Linked DNA regions of Mus musculus: all the other regions are linked to region 2. The links are chromatin contacts, called in public HiChIP or PLAC-seq and promoter capture Hi-C maps. All regions are on one chromosome and are shown on one strand. Each heading gives the region's core, a stretch centred on a gene start, on an enhancer-like site or on the middle of the called end of the contact. The rest is flanking DNA. Distances are from core to core; before and after follow the strand shown.

The links. Promoter capture Hi-C pulls out the DNA fragments that hold promoters and counts their contacts. HiChIP or PLAC-seq counts read pairs in DNA pulled down with a chosen protein or histone mark.
Region 1: a contact with region 2 is called in an H3K27ac HiChIP or PLAC-seq map of neural progenitor cells, with 5 times the contacts expected there. The contact joins the enhancer-like site here to the promoter of Hcfc1 in region 2. A contact is called at or near these places in 5 of 39 promoter capture datasets (cranial neural crest, erythroid cells, hippocampal neurons and 2 more), 3 of 484 Hi-C or Micro-C datasets (cerebellum, double positive thymocytes and uterus) and 14 of 115 datasets of contacts at active chromatin or transcription factors (astrocytes, cardiomyocytes, differentiating embryonic stem cells and 11 more).
Region 3: a promoter capture Hi-C map of liver shows a contact between it and region 2, with 2.9 times the contacts expected there. The contact joins the promoter of Pnma3 here to the promoter of Hcfc1 in region 2. A contact is called at or near these places in 3 of 39 promoter capture datasets (hippocampal neurons and liver) and 3 of 115 datasets of contacts at active chromatin or transcription factors (astrocytes, neural progenitor cells and trophoblast stem cells).

What each region holds. Positions count from the first base shown.
Region 1 is chrX:73,006,005-73,010,159 of GRCm38.p6, reverse strand. The region is part of intron 12 of Zfp185 (zinc finger protein 185); the gene reads right to left. Among named protein-coding and RNA genes, the nearest start is that of Mir2137, 16 kb to the right of the region's middle. Within about 2 kb of position 1,924, at least 324 of the 459 cell types and tissues checked have an H3K27ac peak or open chromatin away from gene starts, as enhancers often do. A contact at or near this core is called in cardiomyocytes, cerebellum, differentiating embryonic stem cells and 7 more, where this site is marked.
Region 2 is chrX:73,963,429-73,967,629 of GRCm38.p6, reverse strand. Hcfc1 (host cell factor C1) reads left to right here and starts at 1,273. Exons shown (of 26, transcript NM_008224.4): 1 at 1,273-1,819. The coding sequence starts at 1,627.
Region 3 is chrX:73,062,266-73,066,355 of GRCm38.p6, reverse strand. Pnma3 (paraneoplastic antigen MA3) reads right to left here and starts at 1,569. Exons shown (of 1, transcript NM_153169.2): 1 at 1-1,569. The coding sequence starts at 1,534. The coding sequence ends at 134.

The sequences.
Region 1 (4,155 bases), core at 675-3,174, 960 kb after region 2:
GAACCTCCCTGCAGTGCTCTGGGAACTCCTGAGGTAAGGACAGAATAAAAACCCATTATCAGTGACTACCATCCCTGGGAGGCTCTAAGCTGGCAGAACAAAAAGAATGTGCGATGGCCATGCTTTTCAGGGACTAGGTTGTAAAACTAATTGAAGTTTTCAGCCTCAGGTAAGAGGATACTAAACTCCTCTGCTGGTTCCAGCTCTGCCAGGAAGTAGTGCTGAGTAAACAGAGGCAAGGTTCTTCAGAAAGAGCCGCTCGGAGGCAGGGCAATATGGGGAAACCCTGGGCCTTGAAGCAGGGCAACTGCAGTTTCAGCTGTAACCTTTATAGGTCATGAAAAAGATATTGGTCAAACCCTCACAGGATGCCTTTCTGTGCACTATAACATCCTGAAGGGAGTATCTTAATTTCTTGCCACTCGGCCTCAGCTACTGCTAAACTGGAGTGGGGAGAGAGAAGGAGGCCCATAGGATGTGATATCTGTTGAATTCTCTGAAGCCTTCACAGACTCTGGTAGCTTAAGGCAACCACTGCCAATTTTTGACCTAACTACATACTGCACAAGAAGACAATGCCACTTTCTACGCAATGTAATCTGCTGCCTGACCACAGTTGCCAGCACTGAGTACATGTCTAACACTCACCTTCGTGTGTCAAATACAAACTAGAAAAAATCCACACTTGCAACACAACAAAGAAGAAAACAATCTAAGTCTTAGATTTAACATGTGATACCAAAACTTTGAAGGAAAAAGGTAAGACGGTGTGCTATCAAATGACTGAATAAACAACAAAAAAAAAAATTGGCAGAACTTTATCTATCTTGAAGGTTTTATAAAGGTAGCATTTGATTACTGAGGCTATGGAGCACTCACAAAAAGGGACCTATCATGACTGCCCTCCGAAGGACCCAACAAGCAGCTGAGTCAGATGCAGATATTTGCACCCAACCAATGGACAGAAGCAGCTGTCCCCTGTTGTTGAATTAGGGAAGGCTGAAAGAAGCTGAGGAGAAGAGCGATCCTGTAGGAGGACCAGCAAGTCTCAATTAATCTGGACCTCCAAGATCTCTCAGACACTGGACCACCAAACAGGCAACATACACCAGCTGATATGAGGCCCCCAACACACATACAGCAGAGAACTTCCAGGTCTGTGTTCATTCAGAGATGATGCACCTAACCCTCAAGAGACTGGAGGCCCCAGGGAGTTTAGAGCTCAGGTGGGGTGGGGTAGAGACATCCACGTGGAGACAGAGTGGGGTGGGGAGGAGGTATGGGATATGGAGCAGTTGGAGGGTGGATGGGGGGAGCAGGGAATGGAACATGGAGTGTAAAAAATAAATTAAAAGTAAAATAAAATAAAATAAAATAAAGAATAAATGTAGCATTTGATAATATTTTGTACACACTCCTCAGTGTCCTGCATGCTTTACATATGTAAACCCATTTAACTCTTTGAACTGTCTATGGTGGAAACTATTTCCATTATTGTTCATGTAAGAGCTGAGTGATCCAAGGGTCCCATAAAGTTACCTTGGGCTTAAATTCAAGCTCAAGAATCCCTGCATTTAGTCCACTTTGCACAATCAAATGAACACTGGGTAAAGCTCCTAAGGCTTCTGACATTTACATTAACTTTGTCACCTGGGTCTGTCCTCAAGCCCATCAACCACTGTTTATCAAAGGAAAGGGGACTATCCTTGGGTTTGGTCACTCCTAAGTAGGCTACTGTAGTCAACCGCCCTCTGACATTACTAGTAGGGGGATGGGTAACGGGAGTGCACTGGCGCAACAGGGACCATTTGTGATCCTCCAGCGCCATCTCGTGGCTGGAGCTAGCACTGCCTCAGGAGGAGCCCCTTAGAAGCTGGTCTCTGGAGCAGCCATTTTGTACTCTCCTTTCATAGCGGGCACCTCAGCCTGAGCTAGCGGCTGCAGGAAATGGCCGCGCGAGTAGGTGTATTCTTACCCTGGAGCTGGCTAGCTTACTCATGCGCATGCGCCCCCTCCCCCCTTCCCTCCCCGCCCCCCCCCCGCAGGAGCGATCCAAATCTGCCTGCGCAACAGAAATCTGCTGCAGTCACGGGTGCATGCGTCCGTATTCGTGGTGCCTGTCTGCGGCAGTCTGACTAGATCTATGCTGACACACTCCTCAGTGTGTGTGTGTTCCCCCAAGTGAACATAAGTTGCTAGAGCAAGGCTTGTCAATATTAATATTAACGTTTTTGTCTGGATAATAATACTGTGTGTGTTGAGAATGAGGCACTAATATCACCTGTCACTATAGGTCGTTTAGCAGCATCCATGATTTTTAGCCTTTAGAAGCCACCCTCGGTTGTGGCAACCCAAAAAATCTTCGGTTACTACTGTATGACGCAAGAGGGTAGGGGTGGGCAGGACAAACCTCTGATTGAGAGCTGCCATCTCCAGTGTATACTGGAGAAGAGAGGAAATTGAAATGCTTAAGAAAAACGCTGGAGACATACCTTCAGGAAATTAAACAAAAATCTCAAGAACTCTTGTTATTAATATTTCCCCAGATGAAGGGCTAGAAAGATGGTTCAGCAGTTAAGAGCAGTGTGTACTCTTTAGAAATCTTAAGTTTTATTACAAGCACCCACATACAGCTAGAAACAATCTCTAACTCTAGTCTCCGAGGATCCACTGTCCTCTCTCTACTGGCCACCACTGACGTGGCAAATGGGTGGTGTGCAAAAACATACATGTGCAGGCAAAACACTTATACATATAATTTTTTTAATTTAAATGGGAAAAAAAACAATCCAAACATAGCCAGTTATTAAACAGTGTCATCAGAAATGTTTGCTTTGATTTTTCAAACGGGTAAATATTAGAGCAATGTTACTATCTGGGCCTGAGCTCTGCAGTAGGGCAGATTTAGAGTTTATTCCTATTTGCTCATCACATGTGTGGACCCAAGTTTTCTCCTCTATCAAATTGCACAATCAGAAATCTTTCTTGGCTTGGGGAATAACACCAGATTAAGTACACCAGCTGGAAGGAGACATTAGCCTTCAAACACATTTCATCAACTAGCTTGCTCAAGTTTCTCAGAAGGTTTCTCCTTGAGGCTGTTCATTAGCTCTCAGCTACCACGGGTATGGTTTTGGATAAATCACTTAACCTGTTTGTTTCCCCATTTACCCATCTCACAGGGTTATTGAGGCAACTGTAAAGTACATAAAAACAACATACTGTAGCTATCATCAGCTATTATTTTCCTCAGTTCTAATCGTTAGTAAAATTTAAAAGAAAAAAAAAGGTGCATAACAAGGCCTGTAGCTTACAGATCCATTTTCCACACCACCTCCCAGCATATGATTTAATGTAAAAGGTGACTGTAGTGTGGTGTTAAAATTCAAATACCTATTCATCTTTAAGTCTATAAACCACAGCCGTTCTTCTTTGGATTAAAACCTGATAAAATTTCATTATATGGAACACGGCCCTGATCCAGTCTCCTCACTCATTAGTCTTCAACTACTCTATGCTTTGGAACATGTTAAATCCTAGGTCCTGATAAGAGATCCTGTCTCACAAAACACGATGTATGGTGCCTAAGGAATGACACTAGAAGTTGATCTCTGGTCTTGACACACATGCGCATACACAAACACACAGACACACATAAACACACACACACACACACACAGGAGCATACCCATGTGAACATACACACAGACATGCATACACATGTACACCCACATATACATACAAAATCAAACTTCAAACTAGTATAAGTGAGATAACTGTAACAGACTGCACTAAATCCTACAAATCTAGAAAGATACTTCATGTTATTTTGCAAATGAGTTTAAGGTTTAGCTTCATGTAAAACAAATGGAAGGATGATGCCAATGAACAGTCCAAAAGAAAGCCACCAGAGCCAGACTAGATCAGATGTCTTCTACAATAGCCAATAGCACTCTGAAACAGTTTGCAGCACTGTGGTACAGGAGAAAGAAAAGGCTGGATAGGGAGTCCCCACTGCCATGCAGAACTATAGGAGCTAGAGACAGGGGTTTCGGCTTAATTTCAAGGAAGTAGAGAGCCATTGAGAAGTTGAAAGAGGGGGATAAACACATTGTGGTTTATTTGGGAAAGATCTTTCTGATGCCTGCAAAGATA
Region 2 (4,201 bases), core at 24-2,523:
GCGTCACCTTCCGCTCTGGCCCCGCCTGCAGCTACCCGCTGTAGCTGGGTTCTAAGTGTCGCAGAGTGTTCGGAGCGGGAAAAGAGATGCTTCTCAGCAAAGGGTGCAATCGCAGTATTCTTTGCCACCCTTAACTACCATGTGTCATGCCGCCACTGCTAGTTAAAGGCCATTTCTCTGGTTTGTGTCCCATCAGCGACCTGGGAGACAGTTCCCAGGGGGCGTGGCCAAGCGACTGAACGGAGTTAGATTTTCATCCGGGCATCCCTAGATGCCGCGGCCATCTTTGTTTTGTGCTGAAACTCGCTATTGACGCCCGCAGACGACCGGGCGTGGGGAAGTGGCAAGATGGCGACTCCCAGAGTGGAGGCGTGGAAGAGCCCTGGTGGGGGGGAGTGCAGGGCGGGGCACTACTGCACCTGACCTGAACTCTACTGTCTCTAGCTTACTGCACAGAGCACCAACTCGCCCGCAAATAGACAACGCACTGGTTTTTAAAGAAGCTTTTAATTCTTTATGAGCTTTGGGTCCTTTAAGAGGCTTGAGACCAGAGTCAAAGACGTGCGAAGGCGGGGAGGAGGGGGAAAGGTGACGTCTTCTGACCCCGCCCCCTCGCCCGATAGCCGCCATGTTTAGTTGTTACTTCTTCACACAAGATGGCGGCTCCCAGGGAGGAGGCATGATCGCCCTGCCGTTACCGCTTCTTCTGCCGTACAATTGTCACTTCGGGTCTTAACTCCTGCTCTTTCGAGCGGCTCCTGTGGGAAGGAGTCTTAAGGAGGGAAGCGAGGATTGGACGCTGCCTTGCGTTTGGTTTGCTGTGGAAGAACTGTCCAGGAAGAAGAGGATAGGTGGGGTGGGGGGGGGAAGAGAAGCTAGTCTCAAGATGGCGGCTCCCAGGGCGGCCGCCACAGCCTGAATAGCAGAGGCGGACTCAAGGGAGAGGTGCAAAACCTCTCGAGCCATACGGGTCGGGGCTTCGAGCAGCAACTGAGAGTTGGAGCCCGTTCCGCCAGCCTCTGACACGCCTTTATTACTTAGGAACGTTGGGGTTCTGCGATCGGTGGTTGTACTAAGTGCTGGGTGGGGAAGCAGGACGGTTTCAAGATGGCGGCTTCCACAATTGTGGTCTGACTGTCGGCGAAGTTGAGACAACCGCGGCATTTGTGGCTCTTTTCCACCCGCCCCGGAAGCCAGCCAGTGCTGGGGACGGGGGGTGTGGGAACCGGGCCGGGGCTCCGCCATTTCCGGCGGGGGAGGGCTACGACTGAGGAAGGGAGGAGAGAGAGGCGGCTCAAGATGGCGGCTCCCAGAGCCTCCTGCTCGAGGTTCTAAGCGGGAACACCCAGGCAAATAGTTAGAGCGACGGCGCTCAGTGGCCTCCAGCTTCTCGGGAATAGGTGCTCTGCAGTTCTGAGAAGCTTTTAAGGATACGAGCTGAGTGAGAAGGGGGGGAAGAGCCAAAGGAAGGAGGATAGTTAAGATGGCGGCCTCCATGGAGTCGTCCACCGCTGTGTAAGGAGCCGCTTCTTCGTGAGAGCTGCCTTAGACGAAAGGGGGTGTGTGAAGAATTAAGGGTATCCTCCCATTCAGTGACCTCTTCCCACTGCATCCTTAACCGGAACTATGGCTTCGGCTGTGTCTCCCGCAAACTTGCCAGCGGTGCTTCTGCAGCCCCGCTGGAAACGGGTGGTGGGCTGGTCGGGTCCCGTGCCCCGACCCCGCCACGGCCACCGTGCAGTGGCTATCAAGGAGCTTATAGTGGTGTTTGGCGGCGGCAACGAGGGGATAGTGGACGAACTACACGTGTACAACACTGGTAAGTGCTACCGCCCTGGGTTTCTCAAAGTCTTCCCTCCATCTCTCTCCTAACCCTTCTTTTCCCTATCTTCTCTTTTCCTATCTCACTCCCCTGATGTGTTTTCCTTCTCTCTTTGCACTTATTGCCATCTTTGCTTTCTCCCTGATTTTTCAACCCCCGTTCTTACACCCCCGTACTCTTCTGTGTTTAAAGGTTGCATTTCGGTACTTAGAGAAACCCTCTACTCCGACTGGTGAGGGGGAGGGGATGTCGCGGGCGACAGTGACTTCAGACGTACACCGTTACCCAGTGGGCTGGGGCTGGCGCGGCAGCGGATGTGTTCTCTTGGCGCAGGCGGAATCCTCCCCCCTCCTGCGATAGTCCTCATCTCCAGCGCCCATGCTCGTTCGGGAGAAAAGATAATATTTAGATCACAGATCCGTTCTCTACACCCAGAAAAAAAGAGGGAAGCATTCTTTAAGGTGCAGGCTTTTAACAGACTAATGAGACCCTCGTGGCAAATACGAATGGCATGATGACTATACTGCCCCCCCCTACACACACATGGGGGTATTGTACCAGTTGTGAATTTTTGTAGTTTTTTTTTCCTTCAAATTATTTCTTTTCCTAATCTGGTGCCTTAACAATTGAGTTCCCCCACCCCGCCCCCCATAGCAGACTGGAGGGCTCAGTGTGTCTTTTGTGTGTGTGTGTGTGTGTGTGTGTGTGTGTGTGTGTGTGAGAGAGAGAGAGAGAGAGAGAGAGAGAGAGAGAGAGAGAGAGATTGAAGGGGTTAACTAGTGCCTCCTTCCCCAAACCCAAGCCCTTGCAAATTGGGAGGAGCCTATCTGCAGGTATAGCTGATCTAAAGCCTGGCCTCTGTCCCCTCCCTTATGGGAGCCACATGTTGTTCCTTGCTTGCTTCCCTTGCTCTGTCTTTAGGGCAGAAAGCTTTGAGTCCTTCTCTGGTAGCCTCTTGGCACTTTCTGCACATGTAGTACGGGGGATTGGCCTGAGTCGCCGGTTGACTGCCCAAGAGCCTTCAGGACCTTTTCCTTGCCCTAAGGGAAAAGAAGTGCTGGGGCTTGCCAAAGCTGAAAGTATGTGCCAGTTGTGTCCAGGTGAGAGCCAGCCCCCTTGCCTCTGGTAGACTAGAAGCTTCCCTCTGCTGCAGTAGGTGCAGCCTGCAGTGCTTCCTCCCTTGCCAGCTCCTTAGCCTCTTCCGTGCACCCTCATCCTTTCTGGGCCCCTGCGGTCCCAGGCACCTCCTCTTCATTTGAGGGCAGGACCAAGTGTGAAGCAATTGACCCCACCCTCCATCTCACACACTCCACACTGAGGAGGCAGAAAGTAGGCAGGAGATCGTGGTCTGGGGTAGTTCATGGAACAAGAATTGGAGCCAGACTCTCCTGGCAGCTTCTCAGCACCTCCCCTGCCAGGCTGAGTATACAGGCCTGCCTCTGCACCTCTGAACTATTCCCCCTCCCAAGTTGACTCTGAAAGACTGGTGGGTTCAACCCTCTTGAGTTCCTTGTCTCTCCACACCTGTTGCCTGCAGGGAGCTGGGCTTTTCTCAGGGCCTCTGCAGAAAGGGGGGTGGGAAGGTTGGTGATGCTTATGTCAGCCCAGGCAGCTGTGGTGGCAGAAATTAGCCCAGTAAGGTAAGGCTAAGGGCAGGGGTACAACTTGTGTAGTAGTAGAGCTGTTTTTAGAGATGTCTTCCACAGGAGCAGCAGCAACACCTTCTCCATTTCCTGGACCACCTTTCTTCTACTAAGGCCCGGAGCAGACTTTCTGGCAGGGAAATACAATTTTAGAAAGTAGGGCAGGGGCCTAATTACAGTCAGCTCCAAAGTCCATTGCAGGCCTATGTCTTAGCTTCCTGGGACCTCTACATATTCATTAGTTTACTGAAAACAATTGACCACTTTGGTGTTAATTTGTTACCATTTTGCAGAGGTTGGATGTTAGAAGGTAACCAGGTTTCTAAAAAGTCAAGTTCCCTTACAACAAAGGCCTAGAATCCTCCAAAACAAAGTTTTCAAATTGTTCTGATCAAGTTTTAGGTGGCTTGAGAGAGCAACTAGCAGACCCTGCTATACCCTCTTCTTCACCTTAATAGGTGTACCCCTTGTGTTGATGGTGACAGGGTCTCGTGTATTTGGCAGGCTCAGAGTTCTAACAGTTCTTGTGCTATTCTGGCTGCCCATCCTTCATTACAACTGCCTCTTTTGCTTACCTTCGTTTTGTTTTCAAAGAGGCCTAAGTTCATAATCTGTTCATGCCTCTGCCTATAGCCCTTTGCTTTTGTGGGATCAGTACTTACCCCTTTAAAGAGTATGCTCTTCTAGAAACTCCTCTTTTCCTCTTTGAAAGAGGAAAGAGATTCAGGGTGTGTGT
Region 3 (4,090 bases), core at 320-2,819, 900 kb after region 2:
TCTGACTGATTACATTGCCCCTGTGCCTTTCTAAGGTTCTCTGCGATTTTTTTGAGCTGTTCTTCCCCCTCCTTCAAATATCTCTTTTTTCTCCTTGGCTTACAGGAACAAAGGTTACCCTGTTCCCTGGAGCCTACTTGGTCTTGGGCTTGGGATGGCTCTTCTCCCAAGCCCAGCTCCTGTTTCCCTTCTCCATTGCAGCCTGTCTCTTCTGTTTCACCAAGGTCCGGTTGGAAGGGTTAAAACAGTGTACTCTGATATGGCCATCTTCCCCACAACTATAGCAGAATGTGTCATAATTCTGCTTTCTTGTGCCTTGAGAATCATCCCTGGGCACACCTCCCTTTCTGTGCTGGCCTCTCCTCCTGTGGCGGCGGCGGCGGGAACCCTGGTAAGGCCTTTCCTCAAGAACACTACCAAAGGCCGGAACAAATAGTTCTCTCTCCTCACTGCCTATGTTAGAGGGACTTGGGCCTAACTCCAGCCCCTCATAGCAGCTCCTCTCTGAACCCCTAGTGGCCTCCCACTCTTCCTCCTCCTCACGGAAAAGCTTCACTAGGGCCAGGAAACCAGGTGGCCTTCTACGCTGTTTCAGCATCTTAAGTTTCTCTCGAAGTTTTGCAGAAAGGATAGCCCCACCTAAAATTCGTTTCAGGCGGGTCTGGTTCACATTCTTTCGAGATATTGCATTTTTCTCTAGGGCTTTTTGGAGCAGGGTCTCCAAACGCACCACAAAGCTAGAAACTTTCTCTCCTGGCTCCTGATAAGCCTTGCAAAACTTCAGCTGGGCGATTTTTCGGTTGTCCACAGAGCCAAATACCTGCCGCAGGGCCTCCAGGCACTCCTTCACTGTAATGGCAGCGTTATTGGCACGGAGCACATTGACAACCTGTAGAGCAGGGCCTCTTAAGCATTCCATCAGCCTCCGCCTCTTTTCTACCTCAGGTACCTGCCACATCTGTAACATCTCAGTGGTGTGTTCAAGCCAGGAATCGAAGGCCAATAACCCTGGGATTGATATGGTGTTCCCAGAAAAGACTCTTAGTTCTCGGTACAACATTTGTTCTAGCAGAGGCTGCATCACTGCACCTAGAGTCTGAGCCCAGACCCAGAAATCTGCTGATATAGTCGTTTTGGTAGGTGAATGATTAGAGTGTGTCCCAAGGACCCTGTTCATGTCTGACACTGTTCTCCTCTCCTCTTCTAAGAAGTGATTCAGTCTATTAAGAAATTCATCATCTGAATGAGGGGGTTTTACAACCACTTCCCAGGGCCCACCCTTTCCTTCTATTTCCCTGGGCACCAAAGCATAGTCAAAATCACGTGCAAGTTCCACCAAAAAGGCCTGGGCATTTTCCTCCCTCCTAAACATCCTGCCGATGATCCTGTATCTTCCCAGATGCTTGAGAGCTTCGTGCAGAGTCTCCTCAAACTCATCCTCACTACAGTCCTCTGGAATCCCCAGGATCAGCATAGACCTCTGGGTGTTCAGATGCTCCCCCCTACACCAGTCTTGCAACAGGTTCAATGGCATGGCCCCAACTTCAAGAGACTCTAATGTGGGGGGAGGGGGTGAGTAGGATGTGATGCACATAAATCTGAGGCAAGTCCCAGGAGATCTGTAGCTCCTCCGGGTCTCTAGAGTCTGTAAATAGGGCCAAAGGAAATTAATGCGTTCCCCCGCCCCACCCCCACTCCAGCTCGGCTCCCTACCACACCCAGCCTCCACCTGCCTCCAGCAAAGACACTTCTATAGGTTCCCATCACTATATACTGCAGCCTCCTGTTTACCCTAAAGGCTGCAGCAGTCCCACCGGATTGGGCCCACTGCAGCCCCCTCCCCATCCCAAAGGCTGCAGCAGTCCCACCCGATTGGGCAGAGGGGGCTGCCTGGGCCAGCCGCTTCCTCCTAGAATCTGGTACCTCTTCCTAAGGCAAGATGCTTCCTCAATTCAGTCCCACAGCGAGGTTCCCAGACTGCTCAGAGAGGAGGCGGGGTCGAACACCATTCCTTTCCAGGGTCTCTTGCCAGCTCCTTTGCTCTCTCTGGCCCTCTGGTCCCCGCAAGTTGTCCAATGCGCCGGCGCGGCTCGCCACAGCTCTCTGCAGTGCGGACTTGGGGCGGGGGTGCTGTGGCGCTGGAGCACAGACCCTCTGCGTCGCCTGGGAGACAGCTGGGCCATTGGCGCATGAGGATCACACGACGTGTCTGTTGCCTAGGCCTTGGGCAACCTGGGGCCTCCGGTGACGTCACCTGCTGCTACCCATCCCCAATACACCCCTGCTCCCCCAGCACAGGAGACCCCACCTCAATCCTCTGAATCTGGGGTTTGTGAGTTAGTGTTCAGTTTCCTCCTGCCTTTGGCTGTCCCCAGGTGACATCCTGAATGCAGGCCAGTCCCTCTCTCTCTCTCGAGAATAGACTTCAGGACCGCAGAGTGCTCAGGGGTCTCCACAGAAGGGCACCAGAAAGCTGTGGTGGCCCCTCCAGCTCTGTCTCCTGATCAAGGCCAGGAAGCAGGGGCTCCGAGGTTTCTTCCCCCTGGTGAGTCCCCTTCTAGATCTAGTCCAGTAACAGAGCTGGGCAAGCAACACCTGGTAGATAGATACCACATGAGCTCATATGAGCTCAAACACACCCACCACCACTCCCCACGTAGCACGCACCATCTGGGTGATGCCAGTCTCCATGGGAAGGGGCTTCAGGCATATTCACCACCATGGGACCTGCATGCTTTGCTATCCTTGGGGCCACTGGCTAGCTCATAGAAGCATGGTCCAGCATCTGACAGGCCTTTCCTACTCTGCCTGCTGTACATCCAGGGTCTTGAAAAGCTGCTTTTGAGATTTGAAACCCAAACCCTTGGGTCTGTTTTTTTCCTCTGGCTTCTGATAGTCTAACTTTTTGTATTTGTGGGGGCAGGGGTGCTCCCAGGGAGGCAGTTGAATGGGGGATGTTTGACTAATCTTCAGGCAGAATACCATATTGTCTGTGTGTTCTATAAGTTCTATTCTAAACTTGTACTTCTTTCTAGTCACGCGAAAATGGGCCTGTGATGTTTAGTTGGAGTTTAGTTGTTTACTCATCCACCCTGGTCTTAGAATGTATAGAGGTATGGCACAGAACTCATTGGCGGTCTTCTGCTTGTTAATCTGCCTGTTGTCAGGGACCAAACAGCAAAGATCCCTATGGATTTGTCTTTGTTCTGACTGGATTCTTACTATTTTGTTGTAAACTTCTTATTCAATTTATGATTTGACTTTATGTGTAAACTTGCGGTGAACTTTTTACCACGTGATAATGTATTCTGAAAGATGTATAAGTGCTGAGGACAAAGAGAGAACAAGCCCCAATCCCATTTTCTTAGACAATTTTCATAGGAACCTTTTTAGAGAGAACTTAGAAATAAAAGCTAAATCACTTTTCAAAGTGTCCTTTTTTTTTTTTTTTTTTTTTTTTTTTTTTTTTTTTTTTTTTCCTGTGACTTCACCTAGCAGGCTGGGAGTTAGAGCCCTGAAGTGAGAACAAAGGCTGCTTTACTTAACCCCCTGCTGGTTTACTATGAGGGGCTAAAAGCCAAAGACTTGCAGTTTCTGGCCTCAGAGGAACTCAGACAAGCAGGTCAGCTACCACAGCAAAGTAACTTTTAGGCTTAAGAAAGGTAAATGTTTTATTATTAAACAACCCTAAATATCTCGCCCCAGACAATGCTTCCCATACCCTACCCCCACTCCCCCACCACCAACTACCTTCAAGAGAGAACCAGAAAAAAACGACCCGGGTAAATAGTGCTCCTGGCACTATTTCTTATCTTTAGAAACATGCAAGAACTTGGCAAGCTTGTCTTCCTCCAGAGCAGTGAAAGACTCAGTATTTATACACACTGTCACAAGTTTTATTTCTAAAGTGGGTATGAGACATGCCAGCTCTTCAGCCACAGAATTTCCCCAAGAATTTCTCGGTACTTCGAGTTTCTGAAGTCAAAAGACATGCAGAAGTCAGCCCTGGTCATTTTGCCTTAAAAATGTGAACATCACCAAAGTGACACAGACATTTTGCTACTATTATGAATTGTGATATAAACATCTG